3 separate regions of the Mus musculus genome follow, and regions 1 and 2 are each linked to region 3. A link is a contact called in public HiChIP or PLAC-seq and promoter capture Hi-C data. All regions are on one chromosome and are shown on one strand. Each heading gives the region's core, a stretch centred on a gene start, on an enhancer-like site or on the middle of the called end of the contact. The rest is flanking DNA. Distances are from core to core; before and after follow the strand shown. Region 1 holds the start of Phf20l1 (PHD finger protein 20-like 1). Region 2 holds the start of Tmem71 (transmembrane protein 71). Region 3 holds the start of Efr3a (EFR3 homolog A).

Region 1 (4,193 bases), core at 1,330-3,829, 790 kb after region 3:
CCCTGACCTGACTTCATAGTTCTTGACTCCTTGGTGAGGTAACTCAGTGGTGACTGGGTATCCAGAAGCTTGGGAACCTCAGCTTCAGCATCCCACATCTTAGACTGTGTTTACCCAGCCCCTGGGAAGACTTGGGGCTTCCCTAAAGCCCAGCACCCAATGGCAGCAGTGCAGGGTAAACACTGTCAATTTTTGCTTCTCCAGCGGGTCCTCTGCACCCCAGCAGCAGGGTGGAATGCAGGCCCTCAGAGACTCAGTTTTCATCACAAACAATTTTAAACTTTTTCATTCTTATGAGTATCTAGATGGACATTCAAAGTTCATACATGGGTTGGTGTAATTCTACAAGATAAAGAGCTGCTTATGTACTCCAAGCTGTTTAGCAGACCCGGTAACTCCTCATTAAATAGAAATTTCCCATTGCAATTTAGTGACAACCAAATGTGGCACTCCCATTTTTAACATGTGTTCCAAGGGAGGGTATTAACTCCACAGGACCACAAGTCACTCAAGCCACTCAAGCCACTAATGCACCTAAGACCTCATTCCCATTTATAAAACATTCATTTTTGATTTGACTATTTTACACACTTGTAACATAAATTTTAGTCATTTTCACACCTGCTTCCCCTTCTCACCCCCTCCTTCACTGGAACTCCTCTTCTAAACAAGTCTCAGCTTTACTTTCATGTCTCCATTTTGAGTGTTGCTCAATGAGTTTGCTAAGGGTTGCTTGCCTGAGTGTACATGGTGGTCCCTCTCACTTTTATTCTATGGTGTGCCTTTGAGGGACTCTGTTTATTTCTACTTGAAACAGAGAATGATCATGCTGGTTGACACTCAACATAGTAAAGAGTATATACATACATTCAGAAAAAGTATATATGTATATATACATATATATATTCAAGCACACATTTTTAAATGAATGCACACATATATATGTAATACACACACACATCTCTTTCTTTATCTATCTATCTATCTATCTATCTATCTTTCGTCAGAAACCTGACTTAGTGGTACTGTCACTGATGTGATTTGTAAACTTTGTTCCATATTCTGCACATTGCTAGCATCTTTAAATACAAATTTTAAAACAATATAGTTTAAATAGCATTTAAAGTGAGACCTATAGCCTCAAGGGGGACTAAATTCATTAGATTCTAATATTTTCATCCCATCTAATGAAGGGTTGACACTTCTTCATTAAATTTAGATTAGACTCTGAAACAAATGATCCTGATTTATAAATATATGTTTTTTATTTGACAACATTATACATTTTATTGTTTAAATCAAGTGTTGTTTTAAATTGCATGTTTGTTTTAGGTGATCCATAATTCCTACAGTCATCCTAGTGTATCAAGGACTTCTACTGCTAAAACAGTAATTATTGCAAACATTGTAAATCACAGTACTGGGGGACAAAAATATTTTAGAACTGTCTTCTTGCATTGGCATTTTCTTGTGTGTGTGATCTTACTTGTATTCTAATTTTACAGCAAATTAAATAACCGTACATAATATTTTAAAAGTGGAAAGTATAATTCTGCCTGTGACAGAAAAAAGATTCTAGAAATAATAGAAATATTAATTGTATTGGACCAATGAGAACCACAGAGGATTAAAAAGAAGAACATAAAGACAAATATCATCTCAGAACTGTCTTATTCGCATTGTTTGTAGCATCACTAAGCTCAGTATAACTCTGCAACTATTAGATATATATTTCTTGAATGAATGTCTTTTGAATAAAAGGATGATTATGAAGATTTTCTCAATTTACCAAATCTCTTGAAAGTCAGAGAAAACATTTCTATTTTCACTGTACACGATGAAGCAAGATAAATATAAGTGTCATTTGTATGCAGTGATGCACTTTTAAAACGTGGGAGGCAGAGTGATGGAGTGGGGAAAAAAATAGATGTTTTCTCTCAGTAGCACTTTGAATGATAACTTGTAGATCTTCTCAAAGTTGGGATAGGGATTCTCCTGCTTAATATAGACTTTGGTACATGGTAGGTGTTCAACAGAGGTAGTCCTATACTATTAATTGTGAAGACTTGTTCTATTAGTACCCTAAACTTCTTAGGAATTTTTAAAGATTCTTAAGAATCTTTTATTTGTTTTATAAAGATTTCTGAATTTGGAAAGTAGTATAAGTGTGCAGTTTTGATTGTCATGTGATATATTTATAGCAGAGTGTCGTGACAAAGTATCCATTCAAAAGAGACAATTCTGATTTTGTAATACAGATCATTGTGTCTGTCCTTAACGTGGGATAGAACAGACACGGTGAAAAGTGTGTGGTGCATTGACAAGTTTGCCCAATGTGTCAAGTAGTGGGATTTGTTAGAAACCAGCAACAATCACAAAAGGCCACCATCCTCTTGACCCCACCAAGGGGAATCTAGAGCCCAGGTCTTTTCTATGTGTAAGTAGCCCAGCCTGGCCGAAGCCCCACCCCCAGAATAGTCCTCCAATCGGCTGCGCCGCGCCAGCCCGGCCCTCGCGTACCACGTGACTCAACCCAGCCCGCTTCCGGCGCGTCGCGGGCGGCTGACGTCCCCGGCCGGCGTCGCGTCAGGGCTGGCCGGCGGCGGTGGTGGCTGCGGAGGCGGCAGCGGCGGCAGCGACGGCGGCTGCGATGGTAGCGGAGCCGGAGTGGGCTTGAGGGCTTCCTCCCGCGTTTCCTCGGGCCGACGCGGCGCCGCGGGCCCGGCTCACTCGGCTCCCGCTCCCTCCCTTGCTGCTGCCCGGGCAGACTCGAACGAGGCCCGCGCTGGCCTCCCTGACGCGCCCCGGCTCGGCCCCGGACGGCCCGGCTGCTGTGCGGAGACGAGGCCGAGTCGGTAAGAGGCGGCGGAGGGGCCTGGAAGCTGCCGGGTCCCCGGGCTGCGCTCGCGCCCGCGTTGCTCTCGGCCGGCGTCCCGCTCCCTGCCATCCGCTGACCCTATTGTCTGCGCGCCGCCGCGCTACCCCCGCCTTCCTTCCCTTGCCGGGCCGGCGGCTGTCAACCTGCAGCTCCCGGGCTCCGGGCCAGCCGCGCCGCGGCCTTTCCTGGCTCCCCTTGACACCCCTGCGAGCCCGCCTCGTCCCCTCTGCTTAGCTTCGCGGTCTTTCCCTCACCGCTCTCTAGCTCTGTGTGTCTGTCTCTTTCCTCTCACTGTCATCTCTGCAAACTTCCACCATCCTTACAACGAACTCTTTTTTACCGCTTTCTGGTCTTTTTTCATTTCTCTTTTTGTTTCCTTCTCCCCTTTCTCGCTCCCTGTTCCACAGTTTCACTTTAAGGGTCTGTCCAATAGATTGTCTTTCGTAAAAGTTCCTAATTCTGCCGCCTCCCTCATTCTCCTGTCTCCTCACAAGAGAATGGAAATCGTCCCTGCCTTTTGAGGTCCTCATTCCTGAGAGTCACGGGGGATTAGATTTACAGGCTGGAAGTTTGATCTTAGGAAATGTTAGCATAACTGGCAAACTGCCTCTTCGGATTCTATTTCTGTACATTGAAGTAACAGCCTTGTATGTTGCACACTTACAAGATTTCTATTTAAAATATTTATGTTTGTTCCCATTACACCTAGTGTGTCCTGGCTATGAATCTTAACCTCACTGATGCCATGTCAGGATATTCTATATCCCCTTAGGCACGACCTTGTAAACTTGATCCCCCATATTTTTGTAACAAGCGTTGATGCTATTTCTTTTCTTCCCTTTTCAGATTAAAAAAAAAAAAAAAAAACAGGAAGGGACATTTGGAATTCTGTTTGCTCTTAAGTTTTACCTGTTTTAAACAGTGGCTAAAACATTATAAGATTTTTCGTTTGTGTGGGGATTTTTCATTTGTGTGGTGTTTATTTTTTTTTTTTTTAAGCTAGAAAGATCCTAGTGAGTAGTAATGTAAGAACATGTTCTAAGCATCTCCCTCCAACAAGAGCAGCGTTAGATTCCTGGTCCCCAACCCGTTGTATTTTGATAAGACCGTGCTTGCCAGTTATTATTTTCATTCCACTATTGATACCTTGAGAATATATGCATTCTCTTCAAATACTCGGTAGTCAAAAAGGCTGCACGTGTGCTAGGCAAGCCAGTGTGGCCAAAAGATCATTAAATACTTAATGTAAATGGGCTATAGTGAAGTATAGTGAAGTAACGACTCCTGCAGGTTTTTTTTTTTTTTTTTTTTTTAA
Region 2 (4,268 bases), core at 901-3,400, 770 kb after region 3:
AGAGAAAAATAAGAGGAAGGAAGAAACCACTACCGTTTGAACAACGCCCTTATTTTCTGAAAGTTGTGATCAATCTTTCAGCATTTTTGTAGACAGTTTTGCATCTTAATAGTAGCCAATAAATGGCCTCCTTTCACATTTATGCATAGGCATCTAAAAAAATAGTGATTTTTTTTTAATCCTAAAAGAAAAAAAAATGCCACATTTCTTTCAAGGAAAGAAATGAAGTCGAAATCATTGCCAAAGCGCACACACTGGCATTTAAAAAACACAAGCTACTGACAGATGGCTAATGGTCTGAGTATCAGCAAAATCAAAGCAAGGAAATTGCTAAGAGGACTCTAATCGTTCAAAGATAATTGCACAGAGCAGTTTCACATTTACTTGCTACTGGTGTCGACATCAGTGGAGAGTCTCGGTACATCTTGAGAAGGCCGCTTGTTCAAACTTCACAGATTTTTTTTTTTCTGCAAAAGACGTTAAAAAAAAAAGATGGACTATATATTAAAAATAGACAAATGATGCCAAACAGATGGCGTCTACTAATTGCACTAGTCAGATTTGTTTGCTGAAATAGTACAGAGATGTAGGATTGGAGAAGCAGACCAGATTGTGGGACTTCAGTGTGGGGCTGCCTACTTTAAATTCTATTTTTCATTGTCTCATTCCTTAAGTCTGAATATTCTGTAAATAACAACACCATTGTGAGAGAAAAGCAATACTTACAAAGGTTTATTTGTCATCCAGATTAAATAGGTTTTTGTTACTTAATTAAGAAATCTGAAAAAGAGGCTGGTTCTAGTGTCCTTGAAACAAATGTGTATTTAAAGCAGCCAGCAGAACTAGTTTCATTATTGAGTTGCAGTAAGTGCTTGGAGATTGTTGCCATTGACAAGTGGCCATGGAGAAGGTCAAGGCTTTTGTGGTGGCTATCAGTCTGAACATTCCTAAACAGCATAAGCTATACTGAGCTACAAATAGACCACCACAACCCAGATTACAAAGTCACATTCCTGAAAGCTTAGAATTTACTTTTCAATTTCAAAGTAAGCATGCTTCAAAGTGTGCAATTTGTGCAAATATTGATCAGTTACCTCTTATCACATAGTTCTATCTCCATGTAGCTACTGAATTACATAAATTATATAAGTGTATACATATACATATGTTTGTATGTATATAAGTATATATGTATAATACGACCCTAGTAGTTTTATAAGGTGACATGAGAGCCTTTTATGATCTAGTAGTTCTGTCCCTGTTTTTGATAAACATGTCAACTAATAATTGATTGCTATAACATAATACATTAAATCAGTCACATCAACTCTAAGGCTCAAACTAGATTATTTAATAATGTATAGTGAACCTTTCAAGGAATCATATACTCCAGCTTATAAGATTGTCTTAAATAATACAGAACTTTCTAGCATTCTTTGGAAGATTTCTAAATAAAGACACACATTTTTAAAAAAGAAAATCACTGGTTTGAAAAAGATAATATCCATACAAGTGAACATACTAGCATGTTCCTTGTGATTTCAGCATTGAGTAATACAATAAGACTTTGTCCAGTCCAAATGACTATATGTTAGTTTTCCTCAGGCAGTAAGCTTAGTTTTAAGGCAAGGCATTGTGCAGCAGAAAGCAAGGTCTCGCTGTTTGATCTTACAAAAGCGAGGAGCCATGTACAGTGAGCATAATGCCCGCTAGTCAAGAATTAGTAACTGTGAAAACAACTTGCATTCACAGCTCAAGAACTTTTCAAGAAACAGACTCTGTCTACCAGCTCATCAAAGCAATGCATCTGTTCTGAAATATAACTTGCTCATACATATTCCTCCACAGGGAGTCCCCGGGCTCTTCTTCCGACTGATAAATGACAGGAGGGTTACTGAAATACGAAGCTTCCCAGTGGTTGGTAGTGCAGAAAGCTGGACCGAGCCGTTCTTCAACTGAAAAATCCCATCAGAATGTCAACAGGTGCAGAAGTGACTTCCCACAGAGCACCCCGTCTTCCCTTCTGGTTGGAGATGACCATGTCTCTGCCACTTTCACAGGGCAATTTGGTGGTCAGGGGCCTCTGGATCTTTCAGCTGCTTCCAAGAATAGAATAGCTTGTCATTCTTGGGAGTTAGTCTCACGGGCCTTGTTTACTTTCAATATCAGCCTTTCCGAACTAGAGGCAGGGCAGCAGAATGAGGTCATACTTCCTGTCACGATCGCATCAGTGGTGTTCACAGAGTAAATACAGCAGATCTTCTTGACCATCAGAAGGGAACAGGCAACCCAGAGTCAGGTCAACTCCATACATTGTGATCATTGAGGGATGCTTCTCAGAGCTTCTGTGTCACCTCAAACTATATTAACATGAGAAAATTTAAGCCATGTTTCCTGTTTGACATTTTCTGGCTATATTCAGTTATGAGTAGCATACAGTTATTATGCTCTTGGTCCAATTAACCTAAATATATCAAAGATAGCATCAACGCTATCAAGTTCAGGATGCTATAAAAGCTATATATTATCTATAATAATGTGATTTTTATGAGGCTATCCTCTGATACATATGCAACTAGAGACACAGTTCTGGGGGGAGGGCGGGGTTACTGGTTAGTTCATATTGCTGATCCTCCTGTAGGGTTACTGACCCCTTTAGCTCATTGGGTATTTTCTCTAGCTCCTTCTTTAGGGGCCCTCTGTTCCATCCAATAGATGACTGTGAGCATCCACTTCTTCATTTTCCAGGCACTGGCATAGACAGGCTAAGATTAAAATGGTCTTTCACGATAGCTTTGGGACCTCAGACTTGTGGCTTAGCATCTTTGAGCTGCAATTTTCTCAAATTTAAATGTAATAATCTATAGCCCCAAGGTTGGCCTGCAGAATCAAATGAGAAGAAAGAAGAAAGAAATAGCTGGGTACCTGAGGGAATGTGCAAGATGTATTCCTTATTGGATTTTGTGAATTGACTTCTCTTTGGAGAGCTTGATCAGGATGGTGGAGAGTTTGTGTTATTAATTCTTGGGGATTGCTACCGAGATTATTTTTGATGTTAGGAGATATCAGTATTATTTCCTACGCAGAATCCCACATTCTTTCCACCTCCATTGTCTCTCCCTGGGACTCCACTTACTACCTCATTCTGACTGTATTTTATGCTAACATTCCAACTGTCTACTTGGCCTCTATCCAACACATTATGCACATACATATCTCACTATGTAAATTTGATTATGTCATTCCTTAAATTAAAACCTTCATCTTTGCTCCTCTCTCATAATAAGTTCAAAATCACCCCTGCAGCCTATGAGGCAAGTTTTAGCCTCATACTGCACACATTCTATCTTCTAAAGTTTGACCATGTTGATCTTCAGCCTTTCATCTTGTTCAGGTTTGCTTTCACCTTGGAGTCTTTAAACATACTACCGTTGTTTCTACATCTTGTTCCTAAGCAACTCCTTCTACATGACCTCTCCTAGATCAAGTTATGAAGGCCACAGCTCTCTACAATTTTTATTTGGAGTGTGCGTCATAGCTACAGTTAAGGAACCAAGAGACTTTCTATGTTCCATCTCCTGCTTTACTTCAGAGCCTAAGGTCTATCTATTCTTTTCTTGTTATATATCATGGTGTAGTATGAGGTTTAGTACATACTAGGAAATTAAAAATGTATGAGTTGCATGACTACCAGCTACCTCAGTCTGGGCTTTTTGCCACACACACTACAGAATTATATCAGGGCCTGACATTGTTCTTCTGGTCAGAGTCTGGGAAAGCTAATAATCTGGAAAGAGTGGCAGGGATGTCATTCTAATACAGAAATTACTCCACAGTAAAATAAGTATCCAAAACTTAGTTGTTTATAGTGATATGCTTTTATTTCCTCAGGTGGTGACTTTGTAATTGGTCACCATGGCTAAGCTGAGCTTTTTTCCAGAACTCTTTCCACTTCATTTTCTACCCAGCAACCTGTGCAGAATGTGAAATGTGTTAATGGAGCATGAGCCTTGTCTGGTTATGTGAAGGTCCATGTGCTTGCCTAGTTGGACTCTCAGCTTGGCACAACCAAGAGTCAACTGAGACAGAAGTCTTAACTGAAAAATTTCCTAGACCTGGTTGGTCTGTAGACATATCTGGGGGTCAGGGTGAATCATGATGGTTAGTTCATGTACGAAGATCCAACCTATTGTTAGCAGCATCATTTCCTGGGCCATATAAGAGTAGAAAGAGCTAACTGAGAGCAAGCAAGCAAGGTTGTGTATATT
Region 3 (4,409 bases), core at 1,843-4,342:
CCCAAATCTTATGTGCATTCACTAAGAAAAAGGTATGAAACTCCAAATGTTATGAAACTCTGTCTCCTGTCTTTCAGCTGTCCTTGTTCAGAATCCTTGGTTGCTGATTTCACTTTTGGCAACAATACAAAACCCAAAAGACCAAGGGGACAAAAAGACAAAGATATTATGTGCCAGACTCTCTCAATGCTTTGGTATCTTTTTTTGGTAATGTAAGTAGAGATGTCTGCTTTTGGGAATCATACCTGCCTTCTAGGGCACAGTGTCCTCTGGGTCTCTCTCTCTCTCTCTCTCTCTCTCTCTCTCTCTCTCTTTCTGTCCTCTGTTTCTCTGTGTGTGACTTTGCTGTCTCCACATCCTTCTTCAGAGGACTCTCTCCAACTTCTACATTTAGCAGCTTCTGTCTCTGGGACAATAATTTCCAAATTTTCCTTCCTGAGTTCTTTAGAATGGGAATTTACAATCTGGTATATCCAGCTGGCTTCAGCCCTTTTAACTTGGATGTCTCTCCTGGATGACTCTTTAAGCTCAATATAGCCAAGATAAGCTCCCATCCTCTCCTTGTATTGCTCTAAGACAGCATTCCTTTCCAAATTTTCCTTTGCTCCCCTGGCACCACGAGCTTCCTTGTTCCAACCTTGGAGTTATGTAACTAACAGATGCTTCTTTATTGCTTCCTATTCAGCAGCCAACGAATCCCAGGGATTCTTTTTCAGAGTCAAGATTTGGCTCTTTCTTTTTCTACAGCTAAGCAGTGCTAAGCACCCAAAAGTTGTTTCTGCACCAGTATTGATGCCTCCTAAGTGGCTGCTTACCACCAAGATTTCTCTACCAGGCAGCCAGTCTACGCCTCAGTCCTCTGTTACTGATAACTTGATACTATTTCTCCAATAATGAGCATAGAATAGTTTGTTAAGTAATGAATCCAGAGCTTGAACACAAAGTTGCTTATTAACTCCTTCTTTTTTACCTTCACTGTTTTTGTGCACTTGAATAAATAGAACCATACTTTCTTATCTAGAGGGATTATTCCAGGATCTCCCTTGAATACAGAATTGCTTAGATTTAAAGTGCCTTATACAAGACACCACTGCATTTGCATATAGCATACATGCATCTTTCCTAATACTTTAAAATTATCTCTAGATTAATTATAAAAAGTACAATGTAAATGCTATGTGAACAGTTGTCATATTATATTATTTAGGAAAAATAAGGAATACAACTCTTTGCTCTCATCACAGATAAAAATGGTGGTTTTTCTCTTATACATTTTCAATTTAACCTTGGTTAAGTCTGAGAATATGAAACTAGAAGAGCCAACAGTGTGTAGAATTATTGAATTAATGGGTTCTGGATCACCACTATCTGCCAGGCAAGAATACGGGTGTTACAATGTACATTTGTATTCCTACTTATAAGTATGGACATTTTTCTATTCCTTTAAAACTAGGTATCCCAGTGGCAGAATATCATTGCTTGCAACAGTATCATTAATATTACAAGGGTAAAACCTGACAGTATAGGCATACAAAGGTAGTGAAAGTCTCGGGGAGACAAGTGAGACGAGGAAATAATTTAGAGGTCACACTTCACTGGAGCTTAAGTTATTTTTTCTGTTACTATGATAAATTTTCTGATATAAGCAACTTAAGAGAGAAAGTGTTTATTTTGTTTGGCTGATTTTTAGTACAGGATCTCACTGTGTAGCCCTAGCTGGCCTGAGACTTTATATACAGATCCAACTTGTCCTTAAACTCACAGAGAGCTGCCTGCTCTGGCTGGAACCAAAGGCACACCCCACCATATTGAATCTCATAGAAAGGGCTTCTTCTGGTTCACAGTTCAAGGTTGCAGTCAGTTCTGGTGAAGATGTAGCAGCAGTGGACTGTACTGCTGGGAAGCCGAGTGCTCTGTGTGTTCTGCTGCTGAGCTGTCTCTTGGCACTTATGCTGTCCAGGTCTTCCCACCTCAATTAACCTAATCAAGATAATCCTCACGGGCATGCCCAGAGGCCTGCATCCCCGGTAATTCCAGATTCTGTCAGATTGACGACTCTACGATCACAGAACCTGTTTAAGTATGGGCTTCATCCTTGCTGGTTTGTCCTTCCCTGTCAGCAAGGGACAAGTCTCACATCTCTTACGTGTACTTCCCTTCACTCGTTTCTATGACTCACTCGAGAAATTGCTTCTATTCTCCACACCCCCCCCCCTTCCTCCAAGGCCTTTGCTAATTCAAATTCTGTTTTATTCCAAGTTGACTCAAAGAGTAATTGCCCTCAGGCCTTCCTGGTTACTTCATCTTCTTTATCTCCTCCTCTTCAGACTTCACAATCTTATTTCTTAAGCAGAAAGTTGGCACTACGCTCCAGGGTATAGGTCTGCAAACCAAAGTGTATAGTTACATCATCCCATATGCTATCCAGCAGCATTAGCTCAGGACTTAGTAATATACTCATTACTAATTCTATAGCAGAATTCCATGTCTCTTAAATGAGCCACTTTGGAAACACAGTATTGGACTTCTGGACATTGCTTTTATTTCTCTAAAGGGGCTGTGGCCAGAGTATGGTGTCTGGCCAATGTTATGTGTACTGCCCACATTAGAGATGCCCTGGCTCTAGGGTTGACCCAGATTTGTGATTCCCAATAGACCCATCAAGTAGAATATTAATGATACCCAGAGCTAAGAACAGGGTTAGCCAAGTGTTCAGAACTTGTTCGAAAGAAGAAGACCAAGTCCTGAGGACTGTCTCACTTTGAAAGTTACGGGAAGCCCCAGGAGAAATGACATTTTCTTCTGTCCTCAGAGAAAATGCTCAACTATCACCCCAGATAACCCAAGTGCATTTCAAAAGCATTGGGCTTTCCGACACAAATCTGGCAGTTAAATAGATCCGAACGGGAGCCTGGGGAAAGTCACTACACTCAAGACTATTGGCCTTACCCTCACAGTCCTAAAGTGACCTTGGAGTTAAAACAGCCAGCCTTCCTGCTGCCCACTCTGCAGGTAAGGGCCAAGCCAAGCAGTCACCGCTTGGGGGCCGAGCTTAGCGCTTGGGGGCGGAGCCTCCCAGCGGCAACGCGCTGACGTCACGGGCGTGGGTCGGCCCACCGCGTCGTCGACGGGGCGCGGATCACGGCCGGTGGTCGCTGTACCCGGTCGGCGTCCGCTCTCTCGGCAATTCGTCCTCCGCCCCGACGAGGCGTCCGTGGCCGGGCTTCCGCAGTCATGCTGCGGTCGGCGCGGCTCGCGCTTCCCCTCTGAGTCCCGGGACGGCGGCGAGCGCGGCGAACTCGGGTCGCCATGCCTACCCGTGAGTGTCGGGCCAGGCCGGGCGGGCGGGCAGCGCCTCCAGGAAGCGCCGGTCCGCCCTGAGTTAGTTTCGCTTAGACTTCAGCGTCCCGTGGGCGGGGAGCGCGGGATCTCTGTGCACCCTCGGGGAAACTGAGGCGGGAGCGTTACGGGAACTGACGGCGGCCCGCGGTGACGGCGCGGTAACGGAGACCAGTGCGACCCGGGAAGCCCGGGCTGGTCCACTCGCCGCGCGGGCCCACTCGACTGTGGCCCCAAGGTCGAGGCCTGTGCTGCCTTAGTTTGAGGGACTTAGGTCCGAGGGACAGGCTGCAGCCCTCCCTGCGGCCAGAGGCCGGGCTGCCCCGAAGTGTGTCAGTCTGACTACTTCTTGGCTGACTTGGACGCGGTTTTGGCTTGCCCGCCTGCGGTGGGACCCGGGCTCCACTCATAGCAAGCATCCCGGCTGTCCCAGAGGGACGATAGGTTTCGAGATGACCCCGGTAGTCGAGGCTTTGAGAGAGAGACACTGTACTACAAGGTACTACACAGTTGCTAAGAGTGACCCAGATACTCACGCTGAGGCTTTAAATCATGTGGCTCACATTGATTACGTGCTAACTGGGTGGCTGATGCTGGTTATGGGTTTTTGAGGGTCTTTGCAAGTAGTGCTCTTGTAAGTGTGTCTTGCCATAGAATCTTTAAAGACTTGTGAATGTTTTTCTCGGAATTCCTAACTAGCCCTGCATGGTTTCTGTAGACATAAGTACGGGATTTCTAGGCAGCTTCAAATGCACAATTTCTTCTAGTGTTGGGTAAAGATTTCTTTCTGAATACTAGAATGGTTTGCCTCATAGCTGTGTCAAACCTTTCATCATAATGTAAAGGTCACTTTGACCCCTCAAATACCAAGTGTGTTTTATTTTGTTTGCACGTTATTCTGTGTTTCTTACTTTACATTTCTGCTTGATTCCTCCAGCCTGGAGGTATATTCTCTGCCTATCTTGTTCATGATCATTATTGCCAGTTTTATTATTCCTTACACTCATGTTCTATTATTTGACTATTTGGAATTAGCACCGTGCCAATCTTCTGGGAAACGAAAGGGGAGA

Evidence for each region. HiChIP or PLAC-seq counts read pairs in DNA pulled down with a chosen protein or histone mark. Capture Hi-C pulls out chosen DNA fragments and counts their contacts.
Region 1: a contact with region 3 is called in an H3K27ac HiChIP or PLAC-seq map of extraembryonic endoderm stem cells, with 3 times the contacts expected there. The contact joins the promoter of Phf20l1 here to the promoter of Efr3a in region 3. A contact is called at or near these places in 1 of 484 Hi-C or Micro-C datasets (LSK cells), 2 of 115 datasets of contacts at active chromatin or transcription factors (astrocytes and extraembryonic endoderm stem cells) and 1 of 9 other capture datasets (liver).
Region 2: a promoter capture Hi-C map of adipose tissue shows a contact between it and region 3, with 2.9 times the contacts expected there. The contact joins the promoter of Tmem71 here to the promoter of Efr3a in region 3. A contact is called at or near these places in 1 of 484 Hi-C or Micro-C datasets (LSK cells), 2 of 115 datasets of contacts at active chromatin or transcription factors (extraembryonic endoderm stem cells and memory CD8 T cells) and 1 of 9 other capture datasets (adipose tissue).

The regions. Positions count from the first base shown.
Region 1 is chr15:66,574,993-66,579,185 of GRCm38.p6, forward strand. It overlaps Phf20l1 (PHD finger protein 20-like 1), which reads left to right and starts at 2,580. Exons shown (of 21, transcript NM_001081409.1): 1 at 2,580-2,855.
Region 2 is chr15:66,558,896-66,563,163 of GRCm38.p6, forward strand. It overlaps Tmem71 (transmembrane protein 71), which reads right to left and starts at 2,151. Exons shown (of 10, transcript NM_172514.3): 1 at 1,835-2,151; 2 at 385-467. The coding sequence starts at 424.
Region 3 is chr15:65,783,928-65,788,336 of GRCm38.p6, forward strand. Efr3a (EFR3 homolog A) reads left to right here and starts at 3,093. Exons shown (of 23, transcript NM_133766.4): 1 at 3,093-3,319. The coding sequence starts at 3,310. Gm41339 (a long non-coding RNA gene) reads right to left here and starts at 3,116. Exons shown (of 3, transcript XR_875389.2): 1 at 2,950-3,116. It overlaps Gm41338 (a long non-coding RNA gene), which reads left to right and starts at 3,670. Exons shown (of 2, transcript XR_875388.2): 1 at 3,670-4,409.